Regions from separate parts of the Mus musculus genome. Here region 1 is linked to region 2. The links are chromatin contacts, called in public Hi-C maps. All regions are on one chromosome and are shown on one strand. Each heading gives the region's core, a stretch centred on a gene start, on an enhancer-like site or on the middle of the called end of the contact. The rest is flanking DNA. Distances are from core to core; before and after follow the strand shown.

Region 1 (5,467 bases), core at 2,119-4,618, 120 kb after region 2:
TTTAAATTAGATATTTTCTTCATTTACATTTCAAATGCTATCCCCAAAGCCCCCTATACCCTCCCTCCACCCTGTTCCCCAACCCACCCACTCCTGCTTCCTGGCCCTGGAGTTCCTCTGTATTGGGGCATATGATCTTCGCAATACCCAGGGCCTCTCCTCCCATTGATGGCCAATTAGGCCATCCTCTGCTACATATGCAACTAGAGACACAGCTCTAGGGGGTACTGGTTAGTTCATATCATTGTTCCTCCTATAGGGTTGCAAACCTCTTTAGCTCCTTGGGTACTTTCTCTAGCTCCTTCATTAGGGGCCCTGTGTTCCATCCAATAAATGACTGTGAGCATCCACTTCTGTATTTGCCTGGCACTGGCATAGACTCACAAGAGAGCTATGTCAGGGTCCTGTCAGCAAAATCTTTCTGGCATATGCAATAGTGTCTGGGTTTGGTGGTTGTATATGGGATGGATCCCCAGGTGGGGCAGTCTCTGGATGGTCCTTCCTTCCATCACAGCTCCAAACTTTGTCTCTGTAACTCCTTCCATGGGTATTTTGTTCCCCATTCTAAGAAGGAATGAAGTATCCACACTTTGATCTTCCTTCTTCTTGAGTTTCATGTGTTTTGCAAGTTGTATCTTGGATATTCTAAGTTTCTGAGCTAATATCAGCTTATCAGTGAGTGCATATCATGTGTGTTCTTTTGTGATTGGGTTACCTCACTCAGGATGATATCCTCCAGATGCATCCATTTGTCTAAGAATTTCATAAATTCATTGTTTTTAAAAGCTGAGTAGTACTCCATTGTGTAAATGTACCACATTTTCTGTATCCACTCCTCTGCTCAGGGATGTATGGGTTCTTTCCAGCTTCTGGCTATTATAAATAAGGCTGCTATGAACATAGTGGAGCATGTATCCTTATTACAAGTTGGAACATTTTCTGTGTATATGCCCAGGAGAGGAATTGCTGGATCTTATGGTAGTAATAATGTCCAATTTTCTGAGGAACTGCCTGACTAATTTCCAGAGTGGTTGTACCAGCTTGCAATTCCACCAACAATGGAGAAGTGTCCCTCTTTCTCCACATCCTTGCCAGCATCTGCTGTCACCTGAATTTTTGATCTTAGCCATTCTGACTGGTGTGAGGTGGAATCTCAGGGTTGTTTTGATTTGCATTTCCCTGTTGATTTAGGATGTTGAACATTTTTTTCAGGTGCTTCTTAGTATTCGGTATTCCTCAGTTGAGAATTCCTTGCTTAGCTCTGTACCCCATTTTTTAATAGAGTTAATTGGTTTTCTGGAGTCCATCTTCTTGAGTTCTTTATATATATTGGATATCAGTCCCCTATCTGATTTAGGATTGGTAAAGATCCTTTCCCAATCTGTTGGTGGCCTTTTTGTCTTATTGACAGTGTCTTTTGCCTTACAGAAGCTTTGCGATTTTATGAGGTCCATTTGTCAATTCTCAATCTTACAGCACAAGCCATTGCTGTTCTATTCAGGAATTTTGATATCTCCCTGTCTTAATCTTCTGGGATTAATTCATAGCCACTATGCCTCAAGATCTCCATGCTAAGATCCAGGTCAGAAACTTGTATCTCCCAGCCTCCAGGTTAGGCTCACTGGTGAGGCTTCCAATTCTGGATTGTAGTTCATTCCAGATGTAGATGGTAGACAACCAGGAATAGCCACTACAGACGCCAAAGCAGACGTCCTGGGGGAATTCATTCAGCTTCCCACCTGATCCATGGATAGAGCCCCTCTTCAATTAACCTCCCCCATCCTGTATACTCTGGCACCCCAGAGATGTCCCCCACCCCCAAAGACCATGTGCAGTTAGGGCAGGATTACATGCAGATGCTGAGAAGGGCATCTGGAATCTCAGGTGGTGGCCCAAAGCCCCCCCTTCTCTGAGGGAATGATGGTCTCTTGCAAGCAGGCACAAGCAATTCAATGAAGGCAGCGCCTGCTTTGCTCAGAGGCCAGTATTCTACAATAGGGGTGGGGGTGAAGACCTGACCTCTACAAAATAGAGGTGGTGAAAGAAAATGGCAAGGCTGGATAAGAATGGAGTATGACAAAATCGATGTAGAAAATATCAGAATAAAAGCAGTTCTTTGTGTGTGAAAGATAGTCAAAAACTGAAAATACATCTTATAAAGAAGTGATTTTTAAAAAAAAAAATATTAAAGCCAGGTGTCTTAGTCAGAGTTCTGCCACTGTGGAGAGAAACCATGACCACGGCAACTCTTATGAAGGAAAGCACTTAAATGGGGCCTGCTTACAGTTTCAGAGGTGTAGTCCATTGTGGTCATAGGAGGTAGCGTGGTGACATATAAGCAGCCGTGGTGCTAGAGAAGACCCTCAGAGTTCTACAGCCAGATCCACAGGCAGTAGGAAGAAAAAGATGCTGGGCCTAACTTGGGTCCTTGAGCCCTCAGAACCTACCTCCATTGACACACTTCCTCCAACATCTCCTAATCCTTTCAAATGGTGGCATGCCCTGGTGACCAGGTTTTAAAATCCACAAGTCGGGGGGGGGGGGCATTCCTATTCAAACCACCACACCAGGCACTCAATAATGCAAGTACAATGTCAGTTTGAGCAACACAGAACCCTGTTACACAGACACATCTCGCACACACACACACAAGAGCACTTTCCCCCAAGAACCTTTGTCTCTATACTTTCTGAAAACATAGACCATATATATATATGTATATATATATGTATATATATATGTATATATATATATATGTATATATATGTGTATATATATGTATATATATACATATATATGTGTGTGTATGTATGTGTGTGTATATATACATATATATGTATGTATATATACATATACATATACATATACATATACATATACATATACATATACGCCCTCAGAGGCAGCCGCTGGAGCCGGAGCTGGAGCTAGTTGTTAGCTACTGGATGCTGGAGTGAGGAACCAAATTCAGATGCTTTGCAAATTCAGCAAGCACTCTTCATTGCTAAGCAATCTCTCTAGGCCCCACAAACAGCTGTTAACACTGCTTAGAGTAGCTAAGGCTCGCTTCTTATTAATCTGGAGGAATTGCTGCCTGACTTCCTAACAATTCCTACCAAACTCTTGGCTGTGCGAAATTTCCCAAACCTGTTCTCTTCCTCGTGGCTCTAGAGGGCCACCAGCTCTATTATCCACCAGCCACGCTTTTACACGAAGTCTGCTCTGACCACCTATGAATCCCAGTTTAGGACCAGTGTTCAATCTGACAAGGCTCTGCCAACACATCGCCCAGTTGCTGGAAGACAGTGTCTCCTTCGACTGTACCCTTGGATTCCCTATATATTAAGGTTTGTTTGGTCTTGATACCATGGCAACATAGAACCCAGGCTAATAGATATTCCTCGGTGGTTAAAAGAAAAAATAACTGATAGGCAAGCAGAAAAGATGCAAAGGAAACCTTTTCTTTTCTTTTCTTTTCTTTTTTTTTTTTTAAGGGTTGGAACTTTCCCGTTTCCCCTTCATGTCCCTGCCAATGGTCAGGGATAATTAAAAATTAGACCTTGGAGTCACACAGATGCTGACAAGGGCAACATAAGGCTGATGAGACCATCTGTTTCCAGCACTAATGGAAACAAATGGCAATAAACCAAATTACTCAGATTTCATCTCTCCCTGACAGGCTCTTCCAAAACACAGATCACTGTGCAGAATCCTTTCCACCACTTGGGGGAATTGTCTGACTACCCAAAATGATCCTAAAGACAGGGTCTAGTTGTACACCTCAGATCTTGTCAGCTCCTCCCCTCAAGCATCCCTCACTTCCTGTCCTCACTGGACTCCGAATTTCTTCACCTGTCAACATTGCCCTCAGGAAAGTCTTCCTGATTCCCTCACCGCACCTCACTACTCCTCACAGAGCCGCCCCTGCATGCTTCAACGGTGCCCCCCACCCCCTCCAGGAAGCAAGGCGCCACCCCCACTCCCATTTCCCTGACTGAGCCACCTACTCCTCTTCAGAACTCAGGTCTGACCGTACACAGCTTCTCTTCCGGAAACGCCTCTCCACTCCTGAAACCCCAGCGCGGAACGCCACTTTTCTCCAAATTGAGTCATTTCCTCCCCTGGGCTCCCACGCCTCTTCACTCATTCTGAGAACGTAGCTCTTCCCACACTCTCTGGGAATTGACTGTCTCGTTGGCCCCCTCCCTCCTCTCCCAGCCTGTAGGCTTTTCCAGGGTATGCTGCTGTTGCAAGCATTCATCTGTGCTTGCTGCCTGGCAGAGAGCTGGTTGAAGTTTATACCTTGGCCAAGGTGGACTGGTTGACGGAAAAGGCACATCTTTCTCTGGGGAGATGGGAATAACACATCTCTAAGCCTTGGCTGTGTAAGGAGCCCAAATCCTTTATAACATCATCATCACAATCTGACAGCGTGGATAAGAACTTGGGTACTCAAGTCCTTGTTATAGTCGTTGCTTGGGAAGAATGACCGAAGCTCACATTTTATAAACCTTTTGGAATGTTTAAATCACATTCAAAAGCATCAGTAATGGAATATTGATACCCTTGTTCCCACAGTGATGAACACTTATGCCTCCTTCCTTTACAGTCCCTAGTAGTTAAGATAAGTCTCAGGTATTGATATTAATCTGTATGCATATATTTATTATTATTATTATTATTATTATTAATTATCACGTGTGTGTAAAAGAGAAAAAGTGAGAGAAAGAGGGAAGAAAGGAGAGGAGAGGGAGGGAAGGAGAGAAAGGAAGAGAAAGAGAATGGTGTGTGTGTGCGCGCGCGCACATGCACTACATACGTAAAGGTCAGAAGACAACTCCTCCCACCATGAGACAAATTTGGGGAACTGAATTTGGGTTTCCAGGCCTATGCAACAAGCACTTTTACCCACTGAGCCATCTCGCTGGACCCCAAATGTACCTATTTTATCAGTGTTTTAGGCTGAACTCACAGCTCTTCTCTCTGCCACATCAACAACCATAGGCGGATTCACCTCCCTGGTTCCCATTCTCTATGTATGCAAAGTAAGGGCAGTTCTGCTCCTTCATTCACCCGGCTCTACTGTGCAGCAAATGCACTGCTTTGTGGCCAACACCTGACTCTTATAGAATGCTCCTTTAGCTCTAGGTGTAGCTGATGTGTAGTTCCACATCACTGGCTTCTGAATTCTCAGCAAATCCCAAACACTGGACACCCAAAACCATATCACCAAATCTGTCAGCAGAACCGGGGACAAGCTGAGACTGGAAAAACAGTGACCTCGAGGATTAAGCTGAAGAAGGCTCCCATAGAGAGAGGAACAGACCTTAAGTGAAACAGAGCCATCTGACCAATTGGTTGCAGCAGGGGGTGTCCCTATGATAGGGCACCCTATGCTGGGACACCCCGGCAAGGACTTGGCACAGGAGGCTGACTCTGCCCTGTAGAAGACATGAAGCAGGCTCTC
Region 2 (5,896 bases), core at 296-2,795:
CCCACTTCGTGCTGAAGGTGACTGAAGACAACCCTCCCAAACCTGGCAACCAGCATCTAACATGGAGCCTTCTCCAGGGGCAGCTGTGCTTTCAGAATGACTGAGTGATTATTTTCTGGCATTTCTCTATCAGGGTCTTGGAAAACCCGTAAGTTCTCACACAAAGGGGAGCAGTGAGCTGAACTGTGCGTGGGGTGAGGTGAAGTGCTTGATTTGAGACAGAAATTCTTTTTACTGTTCTACAGGGACCCTTTGGACAATGGATCTTTTCACAGAAGTGAGGTTGGTACACAGCTGATATTGTCCTGTGTCAGCTCTGAAATGGATTTTTTAGCACATTTTATTTTAAAAAGAGGGGTGAGGCTTCCTGAAATGTACACATACTTCTTGCCTTCTTAACTAAAGACATGTGCTCTGAGCCAGTGTTTCTTGAGAACTGGCGCTACATTTCAGGGCTTGACCCTTCATTTTTACAACAAGCCTGTGAAATGGGTGCTGCCTAATCCTTGTCTCGCAGATGAGAAAACTGAGGACAGAGAAGCCAACTTATTGATTTATTCAAGATTGTGTAGTTAGAAGTGGTAAACTTGAGACTTGAATTCCATCTCCCCAGCCCCTTAAGAAACAGGACTTATTGCTGGAGAACATTTTGATTTAAAAAAAGAAAAACAAAAGGACAGGAATCGTTATTAACCATCAAAGTAGAAAATCTGAAGGTTCATATAAAAAGCATTTCCATTATGCTGGAGTTCAAAAAAGTCTTCAAGCCAGAAGCATAAACTTTTACATAGTCTCGACAATTCCTTGGTTCCCAGATGTCATTTGAGCACCTGCTCTATGGTGTGACTGTGAGACCATTTTATGCCAGGAACTATAGAAACAAATACATTTCTTGAGGCATACAGTTGCCTTCTGAAGGGCCCCTTACAAAATCCATACCATCTGGGGCCAGATGGGGAGCTCACCACACCCATGATCAGGAGAACCTCAAGAAAGTGTTGACTTTTCAACCCATCCTTCAAGAAAGCCATCCTCTTTGACTTCCTCTGTCCTGTATGAGTGAGACCAGTGCATGAGGGCAGGGTACACAGGTAGAATTAGATGCTATTCTGGCTTCAAAGAGGCCTCACTGTTCTCATAATTTTCAAGCCATTTTGCTTGGCCAGATGCTAGCAGACCTGAGGTTGCTGGGTGGAACAGTTCGTCTTCTCAGATGGTGGCTAATGAAAAGGAGAAGCTCCTAAGAACCGTATCCCTTGATAAAAGATATCCTTTTCAATGAGATGTGTTCTTCCATGCATGCGGTTAGCAAATGAAGTTAAATGCGGCTCTAAGAATAGATCTAAAACACGAAGCCATTGGGTGTGCTGATGGCATCCGTGGAATTGAGCGTGTGATTTCCTATGGCAGTGGCTTAGACATAACTTTCATAACTGTCTCGTTTTAAAAGTAACGAATCAACAGGAAATACCCTGTAACTTCTCTCATGCAGATATGGCTTAGATTCTATACCCTCAGATCCCTAGGGCCATCGTTTGATGTCCCTTCTCTGAGCTACCTTCCTCCTATAGGAAATCCTGAGGTCTTTCGATGGCTCGCGTTCATTATTGTGGATGCTGCTTATGCACAATGCTGGCATAAATATGTATGGTGATTGAGAAATGTTTGGTTGTCTTGAGCCCTTTAAATTAGGTGCCCTTTCTCTTTCTGTCTCACGGATAGACTGGTAGCCACTGCGTCTGACTGTTTTCCATGTGTCTGCTTCTAACCACTTCCTAGTATGTTTTTTAAGCCTTTGATTAAGTGCTGGGATGTCTAATGACCAATCTAGTCAATATGTGTTTTCAGACTAAGCGTGAACAGACTCTGAGGGGAGGAGAAAGGGCTGAATCAGAGGGTGAGCAGCAACTCTCTCCTCTGCCAGGAAAGCATTACTTATCCGCACAGAGATAATTGAATTTTGTTTTATTGCTGATATCTAGCTAAGTGGCATTACTATTAGGGATACTTTGGCAAGAAGGAATTTTTTTACAAAACGGAGGAGAGGGAAGGAGGGGGGAGGGGAGAAGGCGGGGGGAGGGGAGAAGGTGGTGGGGGGGAAGAAAATGCAGAGCAGTGCTTTGAGTGACTCTCAGTTTGAATACCTTTCTGCTTGCTGTTCACAGTGGCTTAAACTTCATTGACCTGATGGTGCGACAGGGCAACATTGACAACCCTCCCAAGACCCCCTTGGTGCCAGGATTCGAATGTTCTGGGATTGTTGAAGCTCTGGGGGACAGCGTAAAAGGATACGAGGTATGGTTTCAAGTCTGACTTCAACCATCGTAATCTTCTAGAGCCTGTGAGGCAGTAAAACTGTGCAAACATATTTCAGATAATATCAGCCATGGTTTATTTTGACATTTTGTTATTTGGTAATATTCACCATGTTTGCAATGATAGGACTTTCAGAAAAAAAAAATCTCGTAGCCACCATTTTCCACCATCTAACCAACTCCAGAACACAAAAGTAAATGGAGTCACTTGTTTTATAATGTGGTTCCGTAAAGTATTTACTTAGTTGATACCTTTTAAGTTACGATTTATAAATTCTGAACTATTTTAGGAATGGATAGAGCAGGAATTTAAATTATAAAAAAAAAACCTTAAGTCAAATATTTGCCCCCTACTAATAGGATAGAATTGGTGCTAAATTAATGACTTTGGAAGAGGGCAACAGGTAAGTGGTTTATTCCATTATTCTGCTTTCATACACATATGAAATTCTCTATAATAAAACATTTAATTTTGAAAAAAAAAGATGCATGCATGACTTTTCCTACAGACTAAATACAATTTTGTCTATAAAAACTGAAACCCTGCGGCCGGCCAGATGGCTATTGGATAAAGGTGCTCTCCACCACGCCTGATGATTTGCCTGATGATCTCCAAAACACACGTGGTTGAAGGAGAGAACTGCATGTTGTTCTCTTATTTCCACATGAGCATTGTGGTGCGCACGCACACACACACACACACAAACACAAATGATATAATAAACATCAATGAAAAGCCTCAGCAACATTAGCTGTATAAAAATTGCAAGTTTAGAATCTGAAAACTCACTACAAATCAAATTCAAGGGCTCTCACTCATAACTGAGATCTCAGCAGGGAGGCTTGGTGGCTGACATTTGAGAACTCACCGTACCAGCTTTGTAGAGAAGTCATCTTTTTTTTTCTAATCACAAGGGACCACACACACACACACACACACACACACACACACACACACACACACACACACTCAGTAAAGGTTTTTACTATCACCTCAGTTTCACAAGGTGCAGTAATTCTCTATGAGGTTAAAAGGAAGAAAGCTGATTCCTGATTCAAGTCACCTAAGCCACTTGACACTTCCTACAGTCTCATGGCCTTGACCCATATTCCCACCCTCTCCCCCAATGCTAAAAAAAAAAAATACACGCAAAGAGTGAGGAAATAAAGGTGAACCCTGAAAAATCCAATGCCAGCAGTCTCTCCAACTTGACCTTCAGCCTGAAGCTCATCCTCTTCCCAGCTGGAACTTTGCTCTACCTGAAAATATTGAATGTCCCAAATAAATGGCAATGAGTGCCTGGAAGACCCATGCTATTTAGAGATGTTTCTGTCAAAGATTCCCAAATAATATAGGAGAAGAAAAGCCCAGAGAAGACAAAGAAGGAGAAGGAAGAGGAAGAGGAGGAGGAGGAAGAGGAAGAAGAGGAGGAGAAGAAGGAGAAGGGTAGAGAAGGGAGGAGAAGAAGAAGAGGGAGGAGGAGGAGGAAGAGAAGGTGGAGAAGGTGGAGGAGATGGAGGAGGAGATGGAGGAGGAGGAGGAGGAGGAGGAGGAGGAGGAGGAGGAGAAGAAGAAGAAGAAGAAGAAGAAGAAGAAGAAGAAGAAGAAGAAGAAGAAGAAGAAGAAGAAGAAGAAGAAGAAGAAGAAGAAGAAGAAGAGCTTGTGATTTTTAAATGCAACTTTCCTTTCTCTGCCCCTAGTGGATATTCACCAAGGCACACATCTCTCTCCCTGGAAGTGCTGCATCCACATGCATCAGTTTGTTCTTCACTCTCCCACATGGCCCCAAAGGAAAATCTCAATCTGCGCACTCTGATAGCCATGAGCATTGAAGAAATATTAGTTACCAGAAGTGTTATTGGTCTTGATTTAGAGGGATAACTTAACATTCTCAATTAGATGCATTCGTTCTTTAAATATAGCTTATCTTCTGGTTAGCCCTGGCTTGACAGTAATATCAGGCCTTCACATCAGCTTCTCTCTTCTGCCAGTGGTTCTCACATGTGCATATTTTTTTAAAGGGCCTCTCTGCATGTTTCCATACAGAGTGTAATATGGGAGAGAGCCGACACTAATAGACTCCATGTGATTCTGACTTAAGAGTTTTAATGTTGGAGATGGAATCCCATTGGGGCTCCGTAGTCCATGGCACTTTTGGTGTGATCGATAGCAAAGGGTTGAAAAGTTGTTGCCGGAGGCCATCAGTAAAGGACTGATGTGGGATCATGGTCTCAGGGCTGATTTTAGTTTTCTTACTAGAATCAACTAATAGGATAAATAGGTGTATATATTTCACATGTGTATATACATACATGTATGTATGTGTATGCTGATCCTACACTTACACTGTGAATCACAGCATGACACTCAATTCATTTCCATGTGGATTCTAGAGGCCATTCGCTACTCTGGGCTACTGAGTATGTGTGTCCATTTTCACAAATACATGAAGAAGAAACCAGTGATGTGCTCTCTTCACGACCTCATCCAAATGCTTACATTGAAGAAAACACTTAACAGAGTCACTGGCAGTGGGGTGGCCTTTCTTTTCTCTCTCACTTTTGTCACTGGGCATCTATTCCTTATGCTTCATTCAGTGGAGCAGGGCTGTGCCTACCAGCGTGTCACTGAGGTGTGGATGGCCAGTTTATTCTTTGTAAAACAGGTACATGTGTTGCTCTTTTCTTGGTTTCCACGCACTGTGGTACATGCACTGGGTCTATATTACTTCATGAATACTGTGTCCATTTCAGAGATGAAGAAAAGTGCCTTAAATGGTCACTTTCAGTGTAGCATCATGGATTCTCCTGTTGTGTACTTCTACACAGTATGTTTTCTTCATAGCACTTTACCTCAAGGACATTGGGTTACTTATTCTTGTCTGGAGATGAAGTACCAAGATGGCAGTCCTGATGCTGTTCAAGCTCCTTGACCTTTGACAGTGGTTTGATATTTCTTTGGCTTCCTTTACATGAGCATACTAATGGACATTCATTTGTACACGAGGGCTATGATGGAACCCATCTTAAAGGAGTTGCTGCTACTGCTGGAGAAGGTTAGAAAGCAAATGCTAAGCTATAGGGAAAATAAAATACTAGAATCAATTATAAGAAAAATCTGTAAACACTGAACCATTTCTTTAGGAAAGCCATTAATTCTTGGGACCTGACACTGACCACAGCAAATCTGTTGCATCTGAAAGCTGTAATATAAAGAGCTAATGTTTCAAATGCCCAAATGTTTTCATTTATCCAGCACTTGGTGACGCATACCAACTGTTAGTATTTCTTATGCTGTTCCCATTTATCTTTAATAATGATGTGCTATAAAGACAACCACCACCTTGTCATTTCAAAAGGATTGCTCTTTCCCTTCCCCTTTCTCCGTGTTGGGATAGGTCAACTATTGATAGGAGTGCAGCAGCTACCTGTGCCTTCATGAGTTTGCCAATGCTTGCATGCGTCAAACCACATGAAGACTTTAGGAAAACACCTTTAGGAAAACACCTTCTGGTTCCACACATATCCACTAAACATTGCTCTTCACTGTTCACATCCAGCACTGCTCATCTGCTCCACCC

Evidence for each region. Hi-C and Micro-C count contacts between places; a contact is called where the count stands out from the background.
Region 1: a contact with region 2 is called in a Hi-C map of the N1E-115 cell line, with 4 times the contacts expected there. The contact joins the promoter of 4933408N05Rik here to the enhancer-like site in region 2. A contact is called at or near these places in 1 of 39 promoter capture datasets (liver), 6 of 484 Hi-C or Micro-C datasets (the N1E-115 cell line, cerebellar granule neurons, muscle stem cells and 3 more) and 3 of 9 other capture datasets (adipose tissue, embryonic tail and pancreatic islet).

What each region holds. Positions count from the first base shown.
Region 1 is chr8:114,348,110-114,353,576 of GRCm38.p6, forward strand. It overlaps 4933408N05Rik (RIKEN cDNA 4933408N05 gene), which reads right to left and starts at 3,369. Exons shown (of 3, transcript NR_045831.2): 1 at 2,285-3,369. All of the region lies in intron 7 of Vat1l (vesicle amine transport protein 1 like), which reads left to right.
Region 2 is chr8:114,228,041-114,233,936 of GRCm38.p6, forward strand. Vat1l (vesicle amine transport protein 1 like) reads left to right here. Exons shown (of 9, transcript NM_173016.3): 2 at 2,166-2,295. Among named protein-coding and RNA genes, the nearest start is that of Vat1l, 25 kb to the left of the region's middle. Within about 2 kb of position 1,546, at least 4 of the 459 cell types and tissues checked have an H3K27ac peak or open chromatin away from gene starts, as enhancers often do. A contact at or near this core is called in the N1E-115 cell line, where this site is marked.